Linked DNA regions of Sus scrofa: regions 2 and 3 are each linked to region 1. Evidence: chromatin contacts called from public HiChIP or PLAC-seq data. All regions are on one chromosome and are shown on one strand. The core of a region is the stretch at or near the end of the contact, and the rest is flanking DNA. Distances in the headings are between cores, read along the strand shown. Region 1 overlaps TTC7B (tetratricopeptide repeat protein 7B). Region 2 overlaps NRDE2 (protein NRDE2 homolog). Region 3 overlaps CALM1 (calmodulin 1).

The links. HiChIP or PLAC-seq counts read pairs in DNA pulled down with a chosen protein or histone mark.
Region 2: a contact with region 1 is called in an H3K27ac HiChIP or PLAC-seq map of skeletal muscle, with 10 times the contacts expected there. The contact joins two enhancer-like sites. A contact is called at or near these places in 9 of 47 Hi-C or Micro-C datasets (alveolar macrophages, blood, brain and 5 more) and 2 of 2 datasets of contacts at active chromatin or transcription factors (alveolar macrophages and skeletal muscle).
Region 3: a contact with region 1 is called in an H3K27ac HiChIP or PLAC-seq map of skeletal muscle. The contact joins two enhancer-like sites. A contact is called at or near these places in 3 of 5 promoter capture datasets (fetal liver, fetal skeletal muscle and liver), 10 of 47 Hi-C or Micro-C datasets (embryonic fibroblasts, fetal heart ventricle, heart right ventricle and 6 more) and 2 of 2 datasets of contacts at active chromatin or transcription factors (alveolar macrophages and skeletal muscle).

The regions. Positions count from the first base shown.
Region 1 is chr7:112,469,691-112,473,994 of Sscrofa11.1, forward strand. The region is part of intron 3 of TTC7B (tetratricopeptide repeat protein 7B); the gene reads right to left. Among named protein-coding and RNA genes, the nearest start is that of TTC7B, 47 kb to the right of the region's middle. Within about 2 kb of position 2,596, at least 28 of the 83 cell types and tissues checked have an H3K27ac peak or open chromatin away from gene starts, as enhancers often do. A contact at or near this core is called in omental adipose tissue and skeletal muscle, where this site is marked.
Region 2 is chr7:112,048,321-112,052,624 of Sscrofa11.1, forward strand. NRDE2 (protein NRDE2 homolog) reads right to left here. Exons shown (of 14, transcript XM_021099603.1): 10 at 3,961-4,304; 11 at 2,007-2,935; 12 at 792-930. Among named protein-coding and RNA genes, the nearest start is that of PSMC1, 23 kb to the left of the region's middle. Within about 2 kb of position 2,266, at least 9 of the 83 cell types and tissues checked have an H3K27ac peak or open chromatin away from gene starts, as enhancers often do. A contact at or near this core is called in omental adipose tissue and skeletal muscle, where this site is marked.
Region 3 is chr7:112,167,076-112,171,379 of Sscrofa11.1, forward strand. CALM1 (calmodulin 1) reads left to right here. Exons shown (of 6, transcript NM_001244210.1): 4 at 1-84; 5 at 508-643; 6 at 824-4,304. The coding sequence ends at 852. Among named protein-coding and RNA genes, the nearest start is that of CALM1, 8.4 kb to the left of the region's middle. Within about 2 kb of position 2,151, at least 5 of the 83 cell types and tissues checked have an H3K27ac peak or open chromatin away from gene starts, as enhancers often do. A contact at or near this core is called in skeletal muscle, where this site is marked.

The DNA of each region.
Region 1 (4,304 bases), core at 1,346-3,845:
TGATAGAAATGGAATCCTACAAACCCTTTGTGTCCGACTTCTTCCACTTAGCACAATGTTTCAGGGGTTCATACCTACTGTAGCATGTATCAGTACTTCACTCCCTCTTTTTAACGGAGGGGAAATTTACGATATATAAGATGAACCATTTTAAGGTAAACAATTCTGCAGCATTTACTACATTCACAATATTGGACACCCTCCACCTCTATCCAGTTCCAAACACTCCATTCTTTTTTTATTGCCAAATAATATTCCGTTGTGTGGATGTAACACAACTTATTGATCCATTTGTCATTTATCCATCATGAATATTTGGATAGCTCACACTTTTTGGATAGTATGAATTATGCTGTTACGAATATTCACGTACTGGTTTTTACATGGACACGTTTTTAATTCTCTTGGATATACACCTAGAATAGAACTGGCAGGTCAGGTGGTAATCCTATGCTTTGTTATGTTATTTTTAATCTTTGTGCCACAAATCACATCTATGATCTACTACTCCCAATCTGCTTGGTGAAATACTAAGAAGTGAAAATACACGCACATGGAAAATACATGAATACACATGCGCAGACAGACTTGGATTCAAATCCTTGCTTCTCCAGTTTCTAGTTTTATGACCTTGAGCAACTTCCTCAATATCTCGGGGCCTCTGTTTCCCCATCAAGCAAATGAAAATAACAGCTCCTGCTCCAACTGATTATTACAAGGCTGAGCCCGCTGCCTGGCTACAGTAAGGAAGTCCTGAGGGAATGGCAACGCTCCTCAATGTTTCTGAGTATCTATAAAATATAGAAAAGCATGGAGAAGACGGTAACAATCACCGGTACCCCCGCCACTCGAAATTAAGCAAGTTAACATCTTAGCGCAGAGCCTCAACCTTGATGACACATGATGCCATGTAAACTCTGGTCCTGGTTCTAGTTTCTTTCCTAAGAAGAGTGCACTCATCACCCTCAGGGGGACCCCAACCATGCAACATGTAGCCCTGGGGTGCCCTAACATCAGCAAGGAATGAGAGCGGCCAGGGAACAGATGGGCCTTCCTTTCTCCATTCCACAAATTCTCACGGAGCACCACGGCTGGGCCTCCCAGGGCAGGACTGGTCTTCTCCCTGGAGATGGGCCGCCTCGAGAGGGATGGAGGAGAAAGACATGTCCAAAACAATATGAGAAGTTGAGTGACTGCGACAGACAAAGTATCACAGAAAGAACTAAGAAGAAGCACCTCAGTGGACCTTCACTGAGGGCCCCAAACTTTCTTTGGGCTCTTTGAGTCTCTGCTTGCTTCCCCCAAAAGAACCGACACAACCGACTTTAAATATGAATTTGGGTCAGAGGTAATAAGAGGGCTCTTACTCTTCTTACACCAACTAAATATAAACAGGAAGCTTTGACTAGCAACCTGAGATGAGTGGCTACATGCAACACAGCATCTCGCTTGCCACCGTCTGCAGAATCGTTAAATCTAGATGGGAGGAGGCCTGCGAGAGGGCTGCATCCACGATGAACAGTTCCCGGAGTCTTACACAGCAGATGCCCAGCAGGCCTCACAACTGCACTCCCGCATTTTCTGGGTTTTACACACGGGCAAAAGCATTCAGCAAGGACTCTCCCAGCCCCACTTCGGCCACCCCGTTCACTCCATTCAGAGTTTTCTCTCAAACTACTTTTTTTTTTTCACTGTCCCTAAAGAGATCTCAAGGCTTCAAAATATAAACAGCAGCTTCTGGAGTTCCCTCTTTTGGCTCAGGGGTAACGAACCCAACTAGTATCCATGAGAATGCAGGTTTGATCCCTGGCCTTGCTCAGTGGGTTAAGGATCCGGCATTGCCATGAGCTGTGGTGTAGGTCACAAACGCGGCTCAGATTCTGTGTTGCTGTGGCCGTGGTGTAAGCCGGCAGCTGCAGCTCCAATTCAACCCCTAGCCCAGGAACTTCCATATGCCACATGTGCACCCCTAAAAAGAAAAAATAAAGAATAATAAAAATTAAAAACAGCTTCTAAAGGGGAAAAAAAAAAGGATAGCCAATCTTCTCTTCTTACTCTGCAGATGAGGTCATTTAGGCTTAGAGAGAGAGGGTTCATAATTAGCCCAAGGTCACACAGAGACAGAGACAACCTGAACCCTGCTCCAGCGACCTCACTCCCAGGTCAAGTCCACAGTAGCTGGGACCCAGCCTGGAGAGTTTTTCTGCCAGGGAGGAAGAATCCTTCTGTTACTACATTGTACTTAGGCTCCAGGATACCCAGAAGGTCATGGTCATTAGCAAATACAAAATTCATAAAGATCAGGGTTGGGTTCTGTGCCTTAAAGACTCTAAGGAATACTCTAGGAATTACTAAGAAATACTCTAGGAAAACTCTCTTTGGGCTTCTATAGTCCTTATGACCAGGGATTTTTCAGTTCATGAAAAAAAAATGGAGATACATCCACTCCTGCTAATTCACACCTAGAATTCCTTTCCCTTTTCAAGTGATGCATGCCCTGACTGCTTAATGTGCTGAACGCACTGGGCTCCTGTGGGAGTCTCTGTAAACGCCGTGACCACACAGCACGATAACGGCGCCCATCAGGAGAGGTTCAGCTCCGGGCCGAGTGAGAACCGGCGAGGCGTGTGTGTAATTGCCTACACCAGGCACAGCTTTTGAGAAATGGCCCAGGAGTCCCTTAGGAGACTCAGTGATCCAAGGTTAATAAAGACGGTTGGCAAGTTCACACTTCTTCTGCGATCCCTGACCTCCAACGTAATCTCACAAAGACCCAAATTTCAGGGCCCAGGCCGCTCGGAAGGCTCTGCGCATACGCGAGCTTCCCAGCGAAGACGCGGCTCCCACGCCCCCTGGCGGCAAAGGCTGGCACTGCAAGAAAACGTCGGTTGGTCTCCGCTGCCTGCGAATCCCCTCCATCCCACGTTGGTGGGGCCCCAGACGCAGTGCGACCCGCTCAGGGCCTAATGTGAAATTCCCGGTTTCGAACGTGCCAAAGAACCCTACTGTTTAAATAAGAAGCCCGAGTGTTGTCTACTCTGTTAAGGGAGAAGGATGTTTTCAAGACCTCCTGCAACGTCCAACCAACTCTGGGAGCCACTCAATGCAACCCAAGGCACCTCACAGAGCCCCGGGGTAGACTTGGCCTCTGTGGTGCTGCGGGCGCTAGTCTCCGCACCTTGGAGTGCCTATGCAAATGATACAGCAGCCCTAATCTGCAAAGCAAGCACCTGAGAGCAAAGGAGAAAAAGAACTGGGGGCTGAAAACAGAGGGTCCACCCTTTACTCCTCCTCTTAACTGGGGGTGGTACCCATGTGGGGATGAAGGGCATTAAGAAGCAAGTGCTCAGTGGGTGTTCAGAAAGTTTTTTTAATGTTGCAATTATTAACAATTTACTATTATTATTCCAGAACCTGGCACATAGTAGGAGTTTAGGAAACCTGAGTTCCTCTCCCTTTCTTGTGAGGCTGTGCCTCATGGATCAAGGGACTGGGCAGGGAGGCCCAGCCAGGGGCCAGCACGGCTTCCTGCTCTTCTGCACCAGCCCCAGTGTGACTGGGGGAAAGCCGACAGAGCCAGCTCCCACACCCTCCCTCTCCCCAGAACAGTCTGTGCTCTGCTCCCGCCCCCAGAGAGCTCTGAGCTTTCCAAATATGGATGCTTTTTTCATTCCTGAAGCCTCAGGAACAGTTGGGGGAAGAAAATGAACACCAGACATGGTTTGGAGATGATGGAAGCCAAGGGATGGGTGATGGCAGCACGAGCACTGTGCTAGGAGTCAGGAGGCCTGGCTTTAAAATATTAGGTGATCGTTTATAATCTGGCCAGCTTGGTATGAGTCTAGGCCCCAAGGAGATCCTAGACCCAAACCCGAAGAGTGAAAAATACAGCGGCTAGCATGAAATGCAGGGGAGAAAAATTCATTAAGGAAGCCCAAGGAGGCCCTCACCTTCAAAGACAATGAGCCGTGGGAGACAGTTCTGAGCAAAACCACCTGAAAGACAGTCCACAAATTAGGATGATCCAGCCTGAAGGTGAGTGTGGGTAAAAGAGTTGGAGACAAGATTATTTTTTATAAAAAGCAGGCCCAAACCAGCATCTATTTTCATCTAAAAATGGAGAGCATTTCAGAATATACGAAAAACACTGCACTTTTGCTTAAGCAACCTGTGTTACTCAGGTTGAGTTTATCTTCAATAGTGTGGCCCTGGATGCCAGGGGCAAAGGTTTAAAGAACCATCCCAACACAAGTTCTCCTGTGTGGCCCGCATGGTCCCCAGTGCAAATGCCCAGGTCCACAGCC
Region 2 (4,304 bases), core at 1,016-3,515, 420 kb before region 1:
AGCTGTAGCTGCTGGCCTATGCCACAGCCACAGCCACGCAGGATCTGAGCCACGTCTGTGACCTACACCACAGCTCATGGCAACGCTGGATTCTTAACCCGCTGAGCAAGGCCAGGGATCAAACCTGTGTCCTCATGGATGCTAGTCAGATTTGTTAACTGCTGGGCCACAACAGGAATGCTGAAAAAAATTTTTTCTAAATTTTTTTCTTTTTAGGGCCACACCCACAACATACAGAAGTTCCCAGGCTAGGGGCTGAATCAGAGCTGCAGCTGTAGGCCTACACCACAGCCGCAGCAATTCGGGATCCAAGCCTCATCTGCGGCCGATACCACAGCTCATGGCAACACCAGATCCTAGCCCACTGAGCAGGGCCAGGGATCAAACCTGCATCCTCACGGACACTATGTCAGGTTCTTAACCTACTGAGCCACAACAATAACTCCAAGACCTGAAAATTCTTATGAGCAGAACAGCAACGAGTTTAGGTCTTTTTCAGATGAAAGCTCTTAGACTATTTCCAAGCTGTTGACTCAACAAAGTCGACTCAGAGAAAGTCCCTCGACGTCCTGCTGCACCACCTGGTCCCGGCACCCTCCTGTCACTCTATCAAAGCCTCCGGTGCAAGAGGCAACATGCGACCCCTTCCAAGTCCTGATGTCATTCCACCAGGACCCCCCAGGATGAGCCAAGGCCGAGGTGTAGGGGGAAGCCTCCCAGTCCCCAGTGCAATGGCTACTGGCCACCTACACATCGCACTTAGGAAGGAGGACAGAGAGACAAAAACTTACCAAAAACTTCAAATACATCCTCCACAATAAGGGGCACTGGCTGCCGTGGTCACTCCGCAATGCTTGTTCAAACAGGGCACTGATCCGGTGTGTCAGGCCGGTCTCGGGAATGGTGGCATGGACCTCTCTCCCGTCCACCCTACGAGACAAAGGCACCATCACTCCGAGACAGCTCTCATCCCTACACCGCAGTAGGAAGAGATCCGCAAGTACAGCAAACGCCAGTGACAACTGGACTGGTGCTGTCCCCCAATCTGAGGGTGCTGGGGGCAGGTACGGGTACGCTGTGGCTCTTCCAGGGCCGGAAGAAGCCTGCATCCATGGTTCTGTGGTGCCTCCACCACGCTGAGTCTGCCTAGAAGGCTCACAAACTCCTTGCTTCTCGGTTTTCTAAGGAAAACCGACCTTCTCATCAGCAGAATGCAAATTTTACTGTATGGGAAGGAAACACCTTTCAACTGAAAGCAGACTAAATAAAACCTCATGCAAGAAATTAAAAAAAAAAAAAAAGTAAACTGAAATACTATCCAGAAGCAATTCTGAACAGTCAATTTATAACCATAAAGATTCTGGAAGGAATCACGATACCTTAGCTAATATGTTCCCAAGCCTATCATTTAGCCTTTAGATAAACTACTGTATCAAAGGATGACACTTAAAACATGCCACTGTTACCATCAGTCATGACAGCAGAGGCTAGTACTTTGTTACTTTGCGCTCAGCACTTCCCCCCCCCCCCCCCGCCAGCAACTCTCTGAGGTAGGTTCTCTAAATTATTCCCATTTTGCAGAAAAGGAACCTTCCACAGACATGAGAGACTTGGCCAGATCACACAGCTGGTATGTGGAGGAGCTGGATTTGACCCCAGATTCCAACTCCAGAGCCCACGTTCTTGGCCACTATGCTTTTCTACAGCTTCTCGGACACCTGAAGCCCTGGCAGTCCCCACTCAGGCACCATAAGCTACATTCAGGATCCCAAAAGGCGCAGTCTAGGAAGAAAGCCACAAAAGCTTCTAACGAAAACTGCTGCTGCTGGCAAGTCTCTAATTACTTTTTCAGTGAGTTATTCTACGCCCTTGAGCCCACCCACAGCAGGTGTTCCAGGGCCTGGCCCACACTCGTTTCTGCATTCCTGAGGCCTGGCAGGCAGCAGGCAACCGGCAAGCATTGCTTAATGGTTTGTGGACACATGAACAAAACGCTCCATCATTACCTCTGCACGGTTTCCACCAGGCTTTTCCTCATTCTCTCAGCTTCAATTGCAAACAACCATGGCTCCAAGGGTTTGGCAGACCTGGTCATTGTGTTGAAGAATCTTCTGGTCTTACTGGCACTGTGGGACTTATTCTGAATCTGTACATATGACCTCCAAAGAACCTGGTTGCCAGGATACAACTTTAGAGCCTCCGAGAGAGCCTCTCGCAGAGGAGCCAGAGGGTAGACGCTGACTTTCATGTGGAATCTGAGCAGGCTCGTGTGCATCAGGGCGGCAGCCTCGAGGACACCGCTCAGGCTCCGAGGGCTCGAGCTGCCCTCCAGGCCACAGCCCTCGGCGGACACAGAGCCCTTGAGTTTCGCAAACACCTGCTCATATATCCGCACAGCAGCATCAATCCCAGTGGTCAAATACTGGAAAAGCATAAAGCATTTAACCAAGCTAACCAGGCGGTTGGAGGAATCAGGGGGAGCTGGATCGGAGAGAGAGCCCTCCCCCAAACAGTCCTGCAGCGCGTGCTCATAAGCCTTCCGAGCTTTCAAAATGTGAACAGCCAAGACCTGCCCCGTGTAAGGCCCGTAGGGCCCGTTCTCGGTCAGTCTGGTCAGTATGTGGACAGCTCGGGCTGTAGCGGCCCCTCTCATGTCAGGCAGCAGCTCCACCTCCAGCTCAGCATAGAGGAGACTCAGCTCACAGAGCTCGTGGTCCTTCAGTTCTCTGCTCCCTGCTATGCTGAGTGCTGTATCAAAAACTTTTCTGGCATCTTCTGTGTTGCCGAGCAGCCACTCCAGGTGCGCATATTGCTTCCAGAGGCAAAAATTGTTGCGGTTGTCTGGCTCCTTAAGGAGATTCTTGGCTAGTTTTTTGCAGTTCTTTCCTTGTGACTTTAATCTCTTCTTGTTTTTAGTGTGCAGACACCAAATGACCTAAAGGTAAGAAGACAAGAATGACTCCAAGTGCTCTGTGGGGTTAAAGCAATCCCTTTGTCCTACAGCGTCTAGGCTGCCTTCCTTCGTCATGTGTTTCGGTAAACGCTTAGACTCTCTGAACCGGGAAACAAATCAGGATTTTACCAAAGCCATAGGTGCCCCCAAATGAACATATCCAGCTTTCCAACCAAAACCTCTATAAACAAGGCTTACATACTTCAAATGCTCGTCTCCAAACGAAGGTGACCACGAGATTTTACTTTTTTTTTTTTTTTTTTTGTCTTTTTTATCTTTCTAGGGCTGCACCCACAGCATATGGAGGTTCCCATGCTAGGGGCTGAATCGGAGCAATAGCCACAGGCCTACACCGCAGCCACAGCAATGCTAGATCTGAGCTGCATCTGCAACATATACCACAGCTCATGGCAATGCCAGATCCTTAACCCACTGAGCAAGGCCAGGAATCGAAGCTGCGTCCTCATGGATGCTAGTCGGGTTTGTTAACCACTGAGCCACGATGGGAACTCCTACCAGACACTATTTAAGTAATACAGCCTGGTGTGTGCAACCTGCAGTTAAAGGGTCAGAACTTTGGGTGTTAAAATTCAATACTACCTGGTGGCCAGCAGAGGGCAGAAGAGTCAACCCTAGAGGAATTTTGCAGATAATAGCTATAAAGAGCAGGGTAAGTAGCTTATTTTATCTATTTTAATAAGCCCCTAAATCCTCTAACCCTGCTTAAGCTTAAGCTCTGTTCTTGACACTAACTGCTCACATAATCACGGACATCTGGTGATAAAGAATCAATGCAACAAACAGCTCCCCCGCCACTGACCACTGACGAGCTGGGCTTTGCTCTCCTCTTCCCGGGGCCCCTCATAAGGGACAGCTACAACCCCAGGGCCTATTGGGACCCTGAAGAAGGACGGCTGTGGCCCAGCGCCCTGAAGAACACCAGCACCTGGCCATCCCACCTACAAACAGCGGCAGGAAATGAGGTGGGGGGAGGATGCCGGAGTTACCTTTGCGATCTCGTACCGTAACCAGGAGAAGCAGAGCTGAGACCTCTCCGTGCCTGAAAACAAAGGCATCACAAGGTGGAAGACGTTGCGGATGAACTCCTCGCCCTCTCGATGGTGACCCCTGGTCCAGCGCCGGCAACCTAACTGGTCCGTGCGGCCGACACAGCTGATGCCAGAAAATGAAAGGTTGAGGAAAGTCAAGGGCCTTTCATCATAAAGTCCATTATCGAAGATGCTGTTTTCATCCATGGCCTGATAGAGGCAAGAGGCTGGAGGGCTAAAGCCAGAAGGCACACCCAAGAACTGCAGAAAGGCCGAGATCAGCTGAAACTGAAGATCCGGGC
Region 3 (4,304 bases), core at 901-3,400, 300 kb before region 1:
GAATTTTTGACTATGATGGCTAGGAAAATGAAAGACACAGACAGCGAAGAAGAAATCCGCGAGGCATTCCGAGTCTTTGACAAGGTAAGCCTGCTGCCTCTGCATTGCAGACTCTCCTTAAATATGGCTCTTTTTGGCTATCGTTTCTAAAAGCTTTAACATTCTGTTCCAGTTAGAACACTTACCTAACTGCCTAAGCCTCTGTAATCTCACTTTCAAATGCAGTAACCTTATCAGATGAGACTAAGCATAATAAATAGTAGAGAAGTTTTGAACCAAATTTCTTGATTGTTACTTTCAATTTCCGTTCCTTTTAAAAAGCCCCTGTATTTTCTGCGTTGGCTGCCTTGCATGTATGTAGTAGGTAGAGGTGGGAACTGGAGACTGGAGAATTGTCGACCTACACAGGGTGGTCAGTAACTTGAGGGCCGTAACGACGTCGTGGCTGACTTGCCCGCACCCAGCTGCTGCGAGTCCCTGTCGGTAACCTCTGCTGGATGTTCACAGGATGGCAATGGCTACATCAGTGCTGCAGAACTACGTCACGTCATGACAAACTTAGGAGAAAAACTAACAGACGAAGAAGTAGATGAAATGATCAGAGAAGCAGATATTGATGGAGATGGACAAGTCAACTACGAAGGTAATAGACTACATTTCTTTAGCTTAGTGCTCACTGGCGTTCCCTTTAGGATCTGTACACAAGTTCACCGCTTCATAGACATTCACTGATGTTTCCCCCCCCCCTTGGGCAGAGTAGAGCTCTGTTCATTAAAGCTGCTATTGAAGATAACCGAAAGTTTATGATTATTTGTCTTTTCAGAATTCGTACAGATGATGACTGCAAAATGAAGACCTACTTTCAACTCCTTTTTCCCCCCTCTAGAAGAATCAAATTGAATCTTTTACTTACCTCTTGCAAAAAAAAAAAAAAAAAAAAAGAAAAAGTTCATTTACTCATTCTGTTTCTATATAGCAAAACTGAATGTCAGAAGTACCTTCTGTCCACACACACAAAAAATCTGCATGTATTGGTTGGTGGTCCTGTCCCCTAAAGATCAAGCTACACATCAGTTTTCCGATATAAATACTTGTCCTACCTTAATGATAAGGAAACACTTAGTGGACTCCTTGCAGGTCCATTTGCTCATGATTAATACACTGTTTGGGCTGGCCAGTTTTTCATGCATGCAGCTTGACAATTGAGCACAGTCAGGCGTTTGTATTAAAAACGAAAAATGAAAAAACAAATTCAAAACCTACTCAAAGGGGTTCTAGTTCAGTTTGTTAGTATAAATTGTCCTAGCTGGTTTACTGAAAACAGACATGTAAAATTGGTGCGCCTCAGGATGCTGTGCAGCGAAATGGGTGGAGGATAAACTCCAGGCGTGGCCCCATTGGCAGGATGGCCCTCTTGTAACTTCCCTGTGCCCCGACCCACGGTGGCCATGACACACCCTGGTGGCATGCCTGCGAGGGTTGGTTTAAGCATTGTCTGCGTTGTGCTAGAGCGGAATGGGTGTCAGGCTGTCACCGTTCATATCAATTTTTAAAAAGAAACCTTTATCAAGGGAGCATCTTTGGACTCTCTGTTTTTAAAACCTTCTGAACCTTGACTTGGAGCCAGCAGAGTAGGCTGTGGCTGTGGACTTCAGCACAACCATCAACATTGCTGTTCAAGAAATTACAATTTACGTCCATTCCAAGTTGTAAATGCTAGTCTTTTTTTTTTTTTTTTTTTTCCAATAAAAAGACCATTAACTTACAGTGGTGTTAAATGCTTTGTAAAGCTGAGATCTAAACGGGGACAAGGCAGTTGGAGGGGAGGCCAGTGTACCTTTAAATGCCCACAGCCCAGCCTTGGGTTTCCTCCCAACATCCCAGCACCAACCGCTGAGCCTGAGACCTTGCCTAAAGCCAAGCAGATACTGATCGCTCCATCTTATTTATGGACATGTAGGTCTACTTGTATTTTCATGGGGGGGGGAGTGAATCTTGGTAACTTAATGATTATTCAGGCAGTAGAGCTCTTAATGAAGGAAAAAAACCACTTTCTCTCAAGCATGTATTTAGGGGTTCTTATCAGTTGTGCTGCTGATGACCTGTTTTATGTAACTACTTGAGACCATCTGTGCAAGAGACATGATTTAGTGTGTCTGTAATTCAATCCTTGCTGTGTGTGGTAGAAGCAGTAGTCAATTTCTAAGCCAGTCTCTTCATGCCTAAGACACTACCAGTCACCTTTTGAATCACAATTTTTAATTTATGATTATACTTAACCTTAGACTCCTTTTCATTTTTTTTTTTTTTAATTAAGTTGACTTGGCTCTTTTCCCCCAAGTAAAACTAGTGCTAGCCCCCAAGCTTGAAAGTAAAACTCCAGCCCACAGGGAATTTTGTGTTTCTTGATAAACCTGTAACCCAAACCAAGAGATGCTGGTACCTGGTCTTTGCAGTGGGATTGGTCTGCTTAAAAGTCCCTTTAAAGGCCTGTTGAGTTTAGTGCAGAGCTCTTTTTGAAATGAAGGCTGGATGTGCATTTTTCAGGGTATTAACTGGTTGTATCTTATTAGCCAGGAGATTTGGGTTTTGAATGTTTGTGTGGGAGGTTTTAATTTGCCAGGGAACAGTGGCAGGCTGCTAGTGAGGCAGTGAGAAGCTCTTGGCAGCCAAATGGGTGCATCCGGGGCCAATTTGCAGAGACCCTCGGCTTCTCCCTCTCCTACTCCTTGTCTCTCTGGCATTTTACAGCTCATTAGTTTTCGCCAGAGGGGTGGGTCAGAGCAGTGGAGAGGAGCCCACCCACCTGCCTTTGCTGCTGGTCCTTAGACTGATGGTTGGTGGAGGAGTTGACGTCATGAGCTAGGCTTGGCTTTTCATAACTCCCCGAATCTGGAAGGAACATCTCCAAATACCTCGGGGGTTCTTCTGGTGAGATAGGACTGGCGTTTCTGGTTCTGGTTGGATGTTTCTTGCAGGGAGATGAAGTAGCCTGACTGTTGACCCAGTCCTAGGCCTGTGGCCCATGACCTCTTGGTAGTTTTAAATAGGGTTGAGGATTTTGCTTGTTTTTTAAAAACCCTTGCCTTTTGTCTTACCCTTTCACCATTTTTTTTTTCCTGGAAGCTTGGTGGACTCCATTTTAGTGGTCCTGCAGTCTTTCCTAAAAACCTACATTTGTTTTTGGGGATTTTTTTTTTTTTTTCCACTTTTTAGGGCTGCACGGGCAGCATATGGAAGTTCCTAGGCTAGGGGTCGCATCGGAGCTGCAGCTGCCAGCCTGTGCCACAGCAATGCCAGATCTTAGCCGTGTCTGACTATGCTGCAGCTCATGGCAACGCCGGATCCTTAACCCGCTGAGCAAGGCCAGGGATCGAACCCGCAACCTCATGGATACTAGTTGGGTTCATTACTACCAAGCCACAATGGGAACTCCCTAAGAGACTACCTGTGAAACCAGATTCTTGAATGGCCAGGATCCTGTATGGGAACCAGAAGCCTTTCCCCCAGGAGATGCTAAGTTCCAGTTCTGCACAGAGGGGGACGTCCAGTCCACGGTAGCCTTTCTCTCTGGGCTTTGAGAGGACGACCAGCCCAGGGCTTGGGTGTTTGCAGCCCGTGGGGGTTTGTGAGAGGAGCTAGCTGGATGCTGTGACAGCATCTGAAAGTTGGTCAGCACCTTCCTGTAAACTCTCGCCCTACTTCTAACTGCTCTATCAATATATACATATATTTATATCTATAAAGTGACTAGTTTAACTGGCATCCCGCTTGAGCCTGAGACTTGCCATAAAAAACTGCTGAGTACTTGGCACACACTTTCATAGTTTTGTTCTCCATCTGTTTGGGGTAGGTGTTGAGCAAGGCAAATGTATCTTGATTTCAGATGGGCTTTCGATGCACTGTTGCCAAGGAAGGCTTTTTCTGATTTTTTGACAAACGAACTTTTGCACACTTTAATTGATGTCTTTCGGCAACTTAACGACACATTGAAAATTAGCTACTGTACATATTTTTATATTCTCTTTATAAATGCATGTCTGACTGTACTTGTAACCATATTGTAACGCGTGGCCGTCCAGCAGGCCTCGTGCTGCTGTGGCCCGTCGGAGTAGCAGCATATTAGCAGCCCCTCAGCATACTGGGAACTTCTTCCTAAACCAAGAATGTAAATTTGGTCAGGTCTGCTCTTCGTTCATTCAATTATTTTAAACATTTGAATTAATTACTGTATATCCTGAAATACATTTATCCTTTTGGCAGTGACTCGATTCCACGAATGTGTCTTAATATCCCTTCAGCTG